Linked DNA regions of Zea mays: region 2 is linked to region 1. A link is a contact called in public Hi-C data. All regions are on one chromosome and are shown on one strand. Each heading gives the region's core, a stretch centred on a gene start, on an enhancer-like site or on the middle of the called end of the contact. The rest is flanking DNA. Distances are from core to core; before and after follow the strand shown.

The links. A called contact is a pair of places that touch in the nucleus more often than the background predicts.
Region 2: a contact with region 1 is called in a Hi-C map of endosperm, with 3 times the contacts expected there. The contact joins the promoter of LOC100193750 here to the promoter of LOC100286180 in region 1. A contact is called at or near these places in 3 of 25 Hi-C or Micro-C datasets (ear, endosperm and leaf).

The regions. Positions count from the first base shown.
Region 1 is chr3:145,832,873-145,839,584 of Zm-B73-REFERENCE-NAM-5.0, reverse strand. LOC100286180 (ring zinc finger protein) reads left to right here and starts at 2,568. Exons shown (of 4, transcript NM_001159068.2): 1 at 2,568-2,852; 2 at 2,915-3,058; 3 at 3,134-3,255; 4 at 3,319-4,572. The coding sequence starts at 2,682. The coding sequence ends at 4,141. It overlaps LOC103652245 (pectin acetylesterase 5), which reads right to left. Exons shown (of 11, transcript NM_001414178.1): 6 at 6,408-6,468; 7 at 6,283-6,333; 8 at 6,099-6,176; 9 at 5,904-6,009; 10 at 5,665-5,810; 11 at 4,647-5,424. The coding sequence ends at 5,299.
Region 2 is chr3:146,427,799-146,434,510 of Zm-B73-REFERENCE-NAM-5.0, reverse strand. It overlaps LOC100193750, which reads left to right and starts at 4,195. Exons shown (of 9, transcript NM_001138836.1): 1 at 4,195-4,867; 2 at 4,982-5,104; 3 at 5,219-5,323; 4 at 5,694-5,873; 5 at 6,000-6,257; 6 at 6,343-6,444; 7 at 6,712. The coding sequence starts at 4,364.

The DNA.
Region 1 (6,712 bases), core at 1,319-3,818:
TAATGTTATATAATTATTCATGTTGTCTCTTATATTTCTTATGCTTCTTCTTTCATTAACACATGTTGCAATCATGAAGGTATGTCCTTCATGACCTTCGTTTGAAGATCATTATATCCTAAGGGAAATAATGCTTCGAAGGATGAAGGACTTTAAACTTTAACATTTTATGTTGTCTTGTTCTTAATTCATAGCATTTGAGAACAAGTCCCCAACAGCGTCATGAACAAGCAAACATACAAACTAGCAAGTATATCAACAAATATTCATTATAGTGGTCATGAATGGTGGTGGATGGGTGAATATAGTTTTGGGTAGAGTTTGTGTTGATGGAGTAGAGATGCTCACACGAAGGGTGTATTGGAGGTGAACCAACACTAGAAGTGTAGTCGGTAGAGCAGGGTAACTAAGTGGGTGGGGTTTTGCCTTGGCTCAGGGGTGCTGAGGGTGTGGAGAGAGAGAGGGTAACTGGTGTATTTATAGCTGGGTACATATGGTTTAGTACGGTAGAGTATGATGTCGAGGCTTGATCGTTTTCTTCTTCACCATCATCTTCTTCCTCCTCTTCTTCACTTGAGGAGCTTGAGCTTGGAGCCTTCTTCTTGTCTTTTATCTTTTTTTGTTCATCAAATGCAAAATCATACGACTTTGAAGAAGTTGGCTCCTCCTCTTGACCCATCTTGCATGACATTTCAAATGCCACAATCTTCCTAATCACAAGTGTCGGGGTCATTTGGCTCAAGTCCTCCAAATTGTGAAGAATGGTGATGATGATCCCATATTTTTGTTGAGGTAATAGAGAGATGATCTTCCTCACAATGTTCGCATCATCTAGCTTATTCATGTCAATAGAATTGAGCTCATTAATAACAAGATTTAAACATAAATACATGTCTCTAACAAGCTGATTTTCTTTCATAGCAAAAGAATTGTACGCATTCAAGACTAGACAATGTTTTTGCTCACGAACATTTCATGTATGGTCATAAAGCTCATGCAATTTTAGCCAAATCTCATTAGCAGTTTTCAAAGTAAATACTCAATTGAAGATTTCTATGCTAAGAGATTCATACAAGCAATTTTTGGCTCTAGCATTCAAATGAATTTCTTTTTTGTCACTCGCGGTGAGTTAATCGGGATTCTTAAATGGTTTCATTCTGTCGCGAGTGACTCTCCAAACACCTAGAACAACTGCTTCTCGATAACAAGTCATTCTAACACTATAATAAGGGAAAATAATGTCGTCGGAGTGTGGTGGACTATAGGTATCCATCCTCTTTCTCTAAAAGCGTCGAATCTATTAGTGGCGAAGGTAAAACATTCCAAATGAGCCAAACCGGGCTTTGATACCACTTGTAGTAACAGTAACATCTAACAGGGGTGAGTGAATTAGGACTTTTAAAAACTATCTCTAAACTAGGCCACAAATAAATCTCTAGAACAAAACCTATGTAAATAAATTAACTAGATTATGCAAAGTAGGTTTTGTGTATGTATTGCTATCTGTACCGCAAAAAAGAGTTATGCAACCTAAGTTCCAATCCTATATAACCTACACTAACACTAAGAATAGTAAAGATTGCAACTTAAGTAGAGAGAGTAAATATTGAAGATTAAAAAGCTAGTAGAGAAAACAAACTCTCATAGACGACGTCGTTTTTTTACCGAGGTATCTCGACAATGCAAGGTCCTAACTAATCCTCTTTGGTGCCCATACGCAAAGGGTAGCCCACGTGAGGGCCAAACACCATATACGAGTAACTCTGTAGAGAGCCGCGGGCATTCTCCACGCGCAAGTGGTGCTCCGCTTTCGGCTGCTCTCGGTCGTTCCCCACCGTCTTCACTATCGAGCTTTCGGGCGAAATGCAGTGAACGCGACGTTTATTTGTGACATAGTATGGAGATAGTTTTTAGAAGTCTTAATTCACTCCCTTTTAGGTGTCACAGTTTACTAGCACCTAAATTTTCTGGAAATAGAGCTGTCAACAGGACCAGGACCGCGCTTATAGTTTTTTAAACAGCAGGAACGCAGAAAATATCTCGATCGCGGGAGGTACACGCGTGATGATAGATTTGAGTAAACATGGTTCTTAAGCTAAGCCGCGTCCATCAAACGCGCCAACTAGGATGGTGCACCGACATCTTATGTTAATTTTAGTACAGATTGAAATAGGCGTCGCGGAAAGAAACGTGCACGTAGAGGTGGTAAGGTATAGCAATCCAAATTATTTTTCGCAAAATAGTAGGACCTTAATTAAATTTTAGTTAAAAATAAATAGAAACATAGCCCATCTTAATATGATCCTTAAAAATTTAGAGCATATTATCACCCCTAGTGTCAAGTGGAGTGACACTGTATAAAGTAAGTTTATTTTTTAAACCAAATAGAATCTTTATATAGGCCCTAGACGGGCTTAACAACCGCGAATTTTTAATTAGGTTATTAATGTACCCTGTGGTGTACCTGTCGATCCCATACGAGAGTATTGATCATTTTATATATTGAGTTCCAATTGTTAGAGATAGAAAAAAAATGATCACCTACCATGTTGGAAAAGAGAAGGAAGGAAAGATCCAAGAGCAGCACGCATCTTTCTTGTGATTGATTTTAAAAGCAGCAGACAGAAGAGCCTTAACTCTCTTCTTCCCCACCGGAAACCACCACCCACCTCCCCTCCTCGATGGGCCACGTCCTCAGCTGCAGCCGCGACGGCGCTGACTTGTTCCGCGCGGTGCAGCACGGCGACCTGGACGCCCTCCTCGCCGTCGACCCGGAGCTCGCCCGCCGCGCCACCACCATATACGACCGTCTGTCCCTGCTCCACATCGCCGCCGCCAATGGCCAGCTGCAGGTTCGATCGCTTCTTGTTCCTTTATTTTTCCTGTTGTGTTTCTCAAGCTGGCAGAGAGGCAGGTGCTCTCCATGTTGTTGTTCGATGACGGTGGCGCCGGCGGGAACGTGGACGTGCTGAACCGGAAGAAGCAGACCCCGTTGATGCTGGCGGCCATGCACGGCAGGACGGACTGCGTGCTCAGCCTGCTAGACGCCGGAGCAAATGTACGTAATCATCATCAGTTTACTATTTCTCTTCATCATGGCCATCAACTGACGAACGACGGCTTGCTGGCTCAGATCCTCATGTTCGACTCGGTACACGCGCGGACATGCCTCCACCACGCGGCCTACTACGGCCATGCCCACTGCCTCCAAGCCATCCTCTCGGCCGCCAAGACCACGCCGGTGGCCGACTCATGGTATGGCCGCCAGCCAAGACATCCTCATCCATATGCATCAAGCATGACATGCTTGGCTTGCAGGGGCTTCGCGCGCTTCGTGAACGTGAGGGACGAGCACGGCGCCACGCCGCTGCACCTGGCGGCAAGGCAGGGGCGGCCGCAGTGCGTCCGCCACCTGCTCCACGCCGGCGCCATCGTCTCCGCCCCAACAGCCTCCTACGGCTTCCCCGGCAGCACGGCGTTGCACCTGGCTGCACGCCGCGGCAACCTGGACTGCGTCCGGGAGCTCCTCGCCTGGGGCGCTGACCGCCTCCACAGGGACTCGGCGGGGAGGATCGCCTACGCGGTGGCCCTCAAGCACAGCCACCGAGAGTGCGCCGCGCTGCTGAACCCGGCGGCGGCGGAACCAATGGTGTGGCCGTCCCCGCTCAAGTTCATCAGCGAGCTCAGCCCGGAGGCCAAGGTGCTCCTGGAGGGGGCTCTCATGGAAGCCAACAGGGAGCGCGAGAAGCGCATCACGGACACCACAACCAAAACAAACAACGACGGCGGCCTTGACGACGACGACGAGCAGCTGTGCGGCATCTGCCTGGAGCAGGCGTGCACCATGGAGGTGCAGGACTGCGGGCACCAGATGTGCGCCGCGTGCACGCTGGCGCTGTGCTGCCACAGCAAGCCCAACCCGACGACCCTGGCACTGCAGCCACCCGCCTGCCCCTTCTGCCGCGCCACCATCACCCGGCTGCTGGTGGCCAACAGCAAGACTACTGCTACCTCCAACAGCTTCAGGGGACTCACCTCGGCCATCAGGTCCTTGTCCTTGTCCAGGATTGCTCGTGGCTCCGGGAGGGTAGCCGACAGCTCATTACCCCAGTCATTCTTTGAGGAACAAGGATCCAAATGATTACCAAGCCTCATTACCTGCAATAATCCACTCCAGTCATTCTTTGAGGATCAATCAAGGATCCAAATGATTATCAAGCCCAAGCAAGATGGAGTATTACAACAACTAATTAATGGTGCCCGATGCAATACAAGTAGATGTTTTTTTATACAAGGGAGGGAATGAGCAGAGTTAGTAGCCACTAAATTTTGGATTTGTTAGTCAATGATATGTTGTGTATTTTGTGTTGTAGTATATATAGGTGTGAGTCTGGGACATCAGCATTCAGCGTCATAAAGGCCGGAGCATGAACAGATTCAGAATGCATGCAATATGATGCGCATGGAGATATATGTAAAGGATGTGTTTCCTTTTTCCTAGGCTTCACAAATTGTTACGAGCCTTTAATATTAATTTTAGTTAAAAAATAAATATGTATAGTGTCTGATCTTAATCCGATCCTTAAATTTTATATTGTAAAATTTAGAGTACATTACCATCTCTATCCTTTCCACATCACACAGGTCACGTATCACCAGATCGCCTATCAGAGGTGATAGGTGAGGTCATGCGATGGCCAAGTGTGCGGTGTTCCATTTTCTATATGACAAGTGCACCAAGATATTTTCTATCTATCATTGATTAAGCAAATAGAGAAATACTAACAGAAGCCCAGTTGCCAAAATTCAACGCGACCGCAAGGCACGCGTGCTTTCAGACTGGACCCCCGGAGAACACAAACGCATCAACCAACCAGGCTCCGCTCACGGAGACAACATCCCTTGCCACTGTCATCAGCCAACCTGAACAACAACAACAAAAAAATACAACAGATGACGTGGTGAATACACAGCATGCTGTTGCGTTGGTCAACTTGTCAGCCTTACCTATCTCTCCATGCACAGCACAATGTCCCTCTCAAAGAAAACGATGGCCTACCCTGTTTCAAGGACAAGGTCCCTCTCGTCTCGTGACACACACATATATCCTACTGTATGTCATATCAACGCTCATTGTATAGAATTCTCTTTGTAAGTATTGTTCTCCTCGTATTTTAATAGGCCTCAAGTACAAGTCTCAGTCCGAACTCTGCTAATGATCACATTTAGCTCGACAAATATCAACTCATGGAGAGTCAATTACGAATTAAATCTACCACAACTAACACTGCAAGTCAGTTAATCTTCCTTGTAGGGCTGATCGAGAACCACATTGTAGCATGTCGGGTTGCAGGGATATTCACAATCTATTTCCTTCACCTCCCTCCGCTCAAAGAACCAATCTCCCACCGCTTCTGCGGCCGTCTGCATCACAATTCAGATTCAGATACTATATTAATTTAACCACAAAGACACTGACAAACCAACCCATCATCTACAGCATGTGTATGTATTGGTGACAGGCACAAAAAGTACAGTGGCGATGTTTATCACAGTTTATAAAATGTAAAATTAGAACAGCCACAGTGCGTGCACAAATTTGAATAGCCAGTTAAACCATGTCCATCTACATCTGTGACAAACATAACGTAGATATGTGTTTACCTTGTTGTTCACTCTAGCAGCTGATGGCGAATGCCAAGCCAAAGCTTTCATTGACTGACAGTGTATAAAGCAGGAGTCAATGAACATACCCCAGTCCCTTCTCTTCTTGAATTCATTTATAGCATCAAGCAGCGCTTTCCTGAAACCTGAAAATTCCTTATCCTCAGTATACTGAGTTGCAAGATGCAGGCCTAAGTGACACAATTAAACACAAGAGACACATAAGATTCCACTGCAACCTTGAAGAACTTCAAGCTGTTTTGAGCTACACCTGCTAATATCCATCCTGCAATTTTGCCATAGATTTTCACGGTCAGAACCTTCTGGAGACAACACATGCTCTACCTGCAAAGGAAGACCGAAAAGTTTATAGTAAGAGTCATATTGATTCTTATGAACTAATGGACTGTTCAAATGGATATTTATAATAGAACCTGCCAAACATCATATGCTGGATTGAGTATAAACATCGGGGTGGTGATGCTTTTTGCAACTTCTTGTGGGAAGAAGCACTAGCAGCAAGTAAGAGGAACTAATTAGCATACAGCAGCTTGGATAGTGAAGAGAGTCATTATTTTAAAGAAAGGAAATTATAACTTAAGCAAATCAGGGGACAACCTGCCCCGGTTCCATATCTGAGCTGCAATGAGGGAATATTTTACGCACATCCTGCAAGATAGTAGTACCATATAAAGTGCACTGATTGAATTGGGTTGGGTTAGGGTTGAGAGAGAGAGACAGACCTGCAGCCGAGCAACATCGTTATAAAAGCCCCGCATATACCTTCTTCCAGAAATGTCTTCTCTGCATAAGAAGGTAGAAGAAAAATCACTGTGAAATTCTTCTTTTTTCTCGAATATGCGGTAGAGATGCATGCCATTGCCGGTATTATTAAAACTACGTTTAAACGTCAAAACGCTAATTAAAGGTTAAAACCACATTTTGGCGTTCTAAACTGTAAAATGTTGTGTTTCATGCGTTTTAGACCATTAGCTACTTTTGGGCTCAATCTGTTAGTTATTTTTGGGTCCAATCCGGCTCATGGGTG
Region 2 (6,712 bases), core at 2,946-5,445, 590 kb before region 1:
CTGACTCCTGAAGAAATGGATGTTGTTATTGCAGCCACCTAGTGCTTGCATAACTGGGAAAAGTCGACACATATTTTTATCAGGAGACCTGTCAAGGGTTCTGATGAGGAGACTGCTTCTAGTGTCCTATTCCTCAGCCGTTCATCTCACCTTGTCCTCCTTCATCTTGAGGAACATTTTCTCAGCAAGCTTCATGGCGAGGTCGAGGATCTTTGGGTCGACTTCTTCATTTTAAGTGGAGGGTGAGCTTTCCTCAACCCCCTCAGTGAAGATGTCTTCGGAGCTTGGAATCATCGACATGACCGTCTCCTCACGCGAAGAAGCACTTTGAATGAGGGTTAAGCTTTGATATCAATTGAAAGTAGCCTAGCAGGTGGGTGAATAGGCTACACCTGAAAATTCCAACACAAACTTCGAACTTTTGTGAGAATAATCGGTTTTAGCATGGGCGGTTAAACCGCTATGGATGGCCAGTTGAACCGCACTACCCCGGTCTAACTAAGAAGATAAATTAAAGCTCAAATCTAATACCAAAATTCACAATGGAAGCGTTGAATAAGATTAAACTAGTGAAACTTGATATATAAGATGAATAGAGATGAACCACAAACACAAAAGCACACAAGACACACGAGTTTTACCGAGGTTCGGTCACACCACAAAGGTACCCTACTCGTCGTTGAGGTGCCTACAAAGGACCGGGTCTTTCTCAACCCTGTTCCTCCTTGCCGACCACACAGGTCAAGGTGATCCCTTACTTAAGTGCTCACAAAGAGTAGGTGATACAAATCGTTCTTGGGGTTATCCACAACTTTGGAGACTCCCAAGGAAAAATACAAACCATTATGGAGCAACACGTTCCAAGAATGATGAATTCACATCTAAGAACGATTGCACCAACTCAAGAGCGTGATATCGAAGAATTAGAGTCAAAACATGTTTGAGATCGAGAACTTATCTCACACCGAAGAGTATTCCCACCAATCGAAAGGAGAAGGACTTGGGGCATGAGAATGGAGTTAAATCACTTTAAATGAAGTGGGAGCAGTCATCAATGAGCATGGGTTCGTTAGTTCTATGGTTTAGAAAGAGAGAGGGAGAGATTATATAGTCAACCCCAAACAGATCTGGCCATTTTGGGTCAACGGTGCAAAAGTCGATTGAACCGGTATCAATACCGGTTGAACCGGGATTCACTAGAGAACTCCTTGAAATTTTAGATTGAATCGCCCTAAAAAACTAGTTGAACCAAGATTTTCTAGAGATATTTTTGTGTAATACTGGTTCAACCGCCCTTACAGGCCGGTTGAACCATGTGGTTCACAGAAAAATCAGACTTGGAAAAAACCATTCAACAAGCAACATCGTGATTTTTCAAAACAAAGATTTTGAAATGAATAGAATGAGTTGGTACAAACCATTCTTACCTTGCAAAATATCTAAACGAGCGGAGATTCGTACCACTAAGTATAAAGGAGAAATTATGGGGGATCTTCACCAGGAATCACTTGGAAATGCTTCATTCTTCATCGCATAGTTCCCAGTACATTTAGCTTTTATGCTTCATGTGCATCCTCTTATGTTTTAAACTAGACATGCACTAGGAGCAAACTGATTAGTATCCTTTTATTTTCTTTGTCAATTAATCACCAAACCTCAAGAGGTTGATTGCTCTTACACCCATTCTAATAGCTAAAGAAACACATTTGAGTGTGAAAAATGAGCCTTTATATAGTGAGGGACTTCAGAGTTAATATTCACTTGATTAGTAGCATCAAGCTTGTTGAGAGTATCTAGTGTGCACCCATTCTTCTCATTAGCCTTGATTGGGTCGAGTGAGAATATTGTTCTTGCTACTCTTGGTGATTGTCATCACCTAAAGGTTTTGTGGCAACCAAGAGTGTAGTGATCACCCGAAGAGTTTGCGTGTGATCCAACTCAAGCAACTACACGGTTGTAAGCAGTTCATCGTGTCGGAGAGGCAAAGAGCCAACTCATAGAGAGCACTTGGTACTTGCATGGGCCAAGAAAAAGTGACACCCTTGTGCAGGTGCTCCAATTAGAACTAGTGGGGAATGTTGATTCTTTGATACCTCAACAAACCATCAATGTGTTCCTAATTCTCTCTTTACTTTGAGCATTTTTAAGAATTTACATTACTAGAATTTTCATGCTAGTATAGGATTAGAACTTAGGGTGCAAAATTTTTTGAAACCAATTAGCCATAAGAGGTGATGTTAGGCTTGAGTATAGGTTTTAATTTGTGAAATAAAAAATTAGAGAAGCCCAATTCAACCCCCCCTCTTGGGCATCTTGATCCTTTCAACAGGAAATAACAATGTTGTGATATATGTCGGTAGTCACAACTTTTACTCATCACAGAGACAAGAACTAGAAACATTGTGCTATGTATGTTGTAGATGGATAAGAAGTAACAGAGCAATGTTGTTATATGCCTTTAATCACAACTTGTACTCATCTATGAAATAGGAAGTAGCAACATTGTGTTTTTTGTCTCATAGATCCATGGACAAGAAGTAAAAGAGCAATGTTGTTATATGTCCTTAGTGGCAGGGACAAAATCCTATTGTATATCAAGTAGCAGGAATCAATAGTGGAGCCATTGTATGCTCCTAGGATTGTCATGGACAACATCCTTTTGTGTGCAAGGTAGCAAGAACCAACAACATAGACATTGTATGCTTCGATCTAGAGGTTACATGAAGACATTCTATTGTGTGTTGGGTAGCAGAAACCAACGATGTAGTCATTGTATGCTCCCAGGATGACAGAGACAACATCCTATATATGTCGGGTAGCCGAAACCAACGACATAGCCATTGTATGCTCCACGGGGGTGGCAGGGACAACATACTGTTGTGTGTCGGATAGCAGGAGCAAACGACATAGACATTATATGCTCTAAGGTGTGGTATGACAAATCAATAGTGTAGCCATTGTTTACTCCCAGGGTGGTAGGGACAATATCATGTTGTATATCGGGTAGCATGAACCAACAACATTTGTAAGATCATAGCTTGCTATGCTATTGGTAGTGCAGGGCTCGATAATCAAGATGGATAAGGTGGTGACTCTAGCTTGGTATGATAGCTAATCCTTAAAAGAGACTACACGAGAAGTAGAAGTGTTACTAAATAGTCGAAGTCTTGGATAGTGTATAATATTTCTATCTATCTTGGTGGTAAGAACTAGGCCTCATTGGATGCCTATCAGTGGGATTTGTTGCTCGTATCCCTCCTCTTGTGCAAGAGTGAGTGAATAATTTGTCTTGTGACCACTTTGTGGTAGATTGAAGTGGTATTCTTGAGTCCAAAAGGGAGTCCAACTAGACTTGGACCGCATCTATCAATGCCTTGGGAGGTGACTCAAAAACTTGGTCATGTATGAGTAGGACTCATGCAAGTTGAATCATTTCAGCGTCTGATTTGGAATAGAGATTAAAATCTATTAAAATTTACAATGAACTTGACACAATCTATCGACCTTCGCGTCTTTTTGTTGAAAGCCCCTATCTAGCAATGCCACCTCTCAGTGTTTGATGACCATTAATCCTACTATGGGTTACCCGAAGGAGGGTTTAAAGCGTTTCGGCGTAAGCCAAACTCGATGGTAAACACAGAGACAACAATCTGTCCTAGTTTAAGACGCTAAGTATTGTAATTTTGTATCCCTGTCTGATGTGTTGCCTCTCATTAGAAAACTCAATTGTATTCTTCCATATAGAGTCTTCTAGTGTAATTATATATTTTTTATTTTATGATTTCTATTAGATTTACTATAGGTTTTAAAGATTTAGATAAAATAAATATAAAGAAAAATAGAAACTTTTGAGAAAAACTGCCATAGGGTGACATGTCCAGTTTAAATTTAAGAGACGATGAAGAAGCTGTTTTGGATTTTATAGTTGAGGAATAAAAAAACTAACATTAAATTTTTAGAGGGATAAAATGGATTTTCCCGTGTTTTATATATATATATATATATATATATATATATATATATATATATATATATATATATATATATATATATATGCAAAAGCAAGAGAAGTCAGCAAAAAAATGGGCCCAGGCGCGCAGTGGAATTGGCCCATACTCCATCCAACGGCTAGTCCACCGACCGACAAAGCGACTAGTGACCGTTGCTGCCGCTGCCTCTCTTCCGCTCCCCTCCTGCAGTGGAGTCCTCCTCCTTTCCCACTTGCCCTGCCTTCCCTCGATCGAGGCCCTTCCTTGTTCGTCGAGGAGAGATCGAAATCGAGATCGGGATCGGGAGATCCAAGGAGGCGACGCGGAGGAAGGATTCTTGAGGTAACCATCTCCAGTAATCCATCTCATCCACCATGGCGGTGGCGGCGCCGGCCTCGGACGCCAAGCCGCGCCTCAACGTGCCACCGTCCATGGCATCCGCGCTCCGCCTCGATCCCGTGGGGCTGGGGGCGGGACCCTCTATGCCGTCCCCCTCCCGCCGACTCGCCGAGCCTCCCAAGACGCCCTCCCCATCCAAGACCACCTACAGCGACCGTTTCATCCCCTGCCGCTCCTCCTCCCGCCTCCAGAACTTCGCGCTAATCGACTCCCCTCTCTCCCCAGCCAAGGACGACACGCCCTACTCCCGCCTCCTCCGCGCCGAGCTCTTTGGCCCCGATTCACCCAAACCCACCACCGCCACCTCCGCAGCCTCCGCCTCGCCCAACACCAACCTCTTCCGCTTCAAGAAAGACCACTCCGCTCCCACCTCACCCTTCGCTAAAGCTGCCGCCGCGCACCATGACTGCACCGCGGGATCCGGAGACGCGCCGTCGCCGCAGAAGCCACCCAGGAAGGTCCCCAAAACGCCGCATAAGGTAGGCAACGCGCCTTCATTTCTTCCCTTCCTTCCTTCCTACTTGACAATCCCACAAACACTTCGTGGGCAGTTCTGTTGATCAACCCTGCCGCGTCCGTATTATGCACGCCAGGTCCTGGACGCGCCCTCCCTGCAGGACGACTTCTATCTCAACCTCGTCGACTGGTCCTCGCAGAACGTGCTCGCCGTCGGCCTCGGCACCTGCGTCTACCTCTGGTCCGCGTCCAATAGCAAGGTACTGTCTCAGCTATACGAACAAGATTACTGCTGCATACCTGCGTCTACCTCTGGTAGGACAGTGACAATGATGGATTCGATGACGCCTCCTAACCCACCAACCAAAATCCAGGTCACCAAGCTCTGCGATTTGGGGCCTAGGGACAGCGTATGCGCCGTGCATTGGTCACGGGAAGGCTCTTATCTTTCCATTGGCACCGGCCTTGGAGATGTCCAGGTATGCCTTGCTTCGCTCCCTCCATTTTCATGTTGCTACTGCAATATGAGTCAGTTCTCAAACCTAACTAGTGCCAAATGGGAAATGATCTATTCACTAATGCAGTTTTGTTATCTGAAAATCTGAACTGATGTATTTCTCACATTTTCACTTGTTTCACAAATGCAATTCAACCAAAAAATTAATCACAGGTCACACTTGGAACTGAGCTTTATTCAACTATATGGTAGCTTAATATGGCATCGCATAAGGAATTGCTTCATTTGTATTCATGCAACTACGATGCCAGGTTTCATGGCAATTTCAAATTCTTTCTGAAATCCATGAATAAGATGTACTGACATACAGGTAACCCTAATACTTGAAACAGATTTGGGATAGTTCTCGCTGTAAGCGGATTAGAAATATGGGAGGTCACCAAACAAGGACTGGGGTATTAGCATGGAGCTCATGCATCTTGTCGTCGGGTAGCAGGGACAAGAACATACTGCAGCATGACATCCGTGTCCCCAATGACTATATCAGCAAGTTTTCTGGTCATAGATCAGAGGTGAGTTTTGCATGACATAAATGTCGTCCTGGCAAATATTTCAATTGCTGTGCAAAATAAAGAAAAATTAGCATTTTGTCTGAGGGTTTGGAAGCTTGAGACGTTTTGTGCAAACATAATTGTTAGGTTTGTGGACTCGAATGGTCGCATGACGACCGCGAGCTTGCCTCAGGCGGAAATGACAACCAGTTATTAGTCTGGAACCAACGATCGCAACAGCCAGTTTTGCGGTTGACAGAACATACAGCTGCTGTTAAAGCAATAGCGTGGTCACCACATCAGCAAGGACTCCTAGCATCAGGAGGTGGAACAGCTGATAGATGCATCAGGTTTTGGAACACGGCTAACGGAAATGTTCTGAACTCAATTGACACAGGCAGCCAGGCAAGTAGTAGTTCTGACCACTATTGACCTCTCTGCTGTGTGGTGCTTCTATAAATCTATCCTCATCGTTTGCTTCCTGTTGCAGGTTTGCAACCTTGCCTGGTGCAAAAATGTGAATGAGCTTGTGAGCACACATGGATATTCCCAAAATCAGATCATGGTGTGGAAATACCCATCCATGTCAAAGGTGAGCTTAACATACACTGCATGCTTTGGGATACATCTATACAGTCACTCCAATCTGTGGAACACAATCTCTGCTCGGCTTGCTTCTGAGATATGATAATTTCTTTGTATAGGATGATAGATACATTGAATCAGGAGTGCTTAAAACAACAGTGAAAGTTAAAAGCAAGCAATGGAAACCATTTGCTGTATATAATTTCTTTATATGCGATGATAGATACTTTGAACCTAATTTCACTGACCATTCGATTGTTTTGGGTGAAATTAGG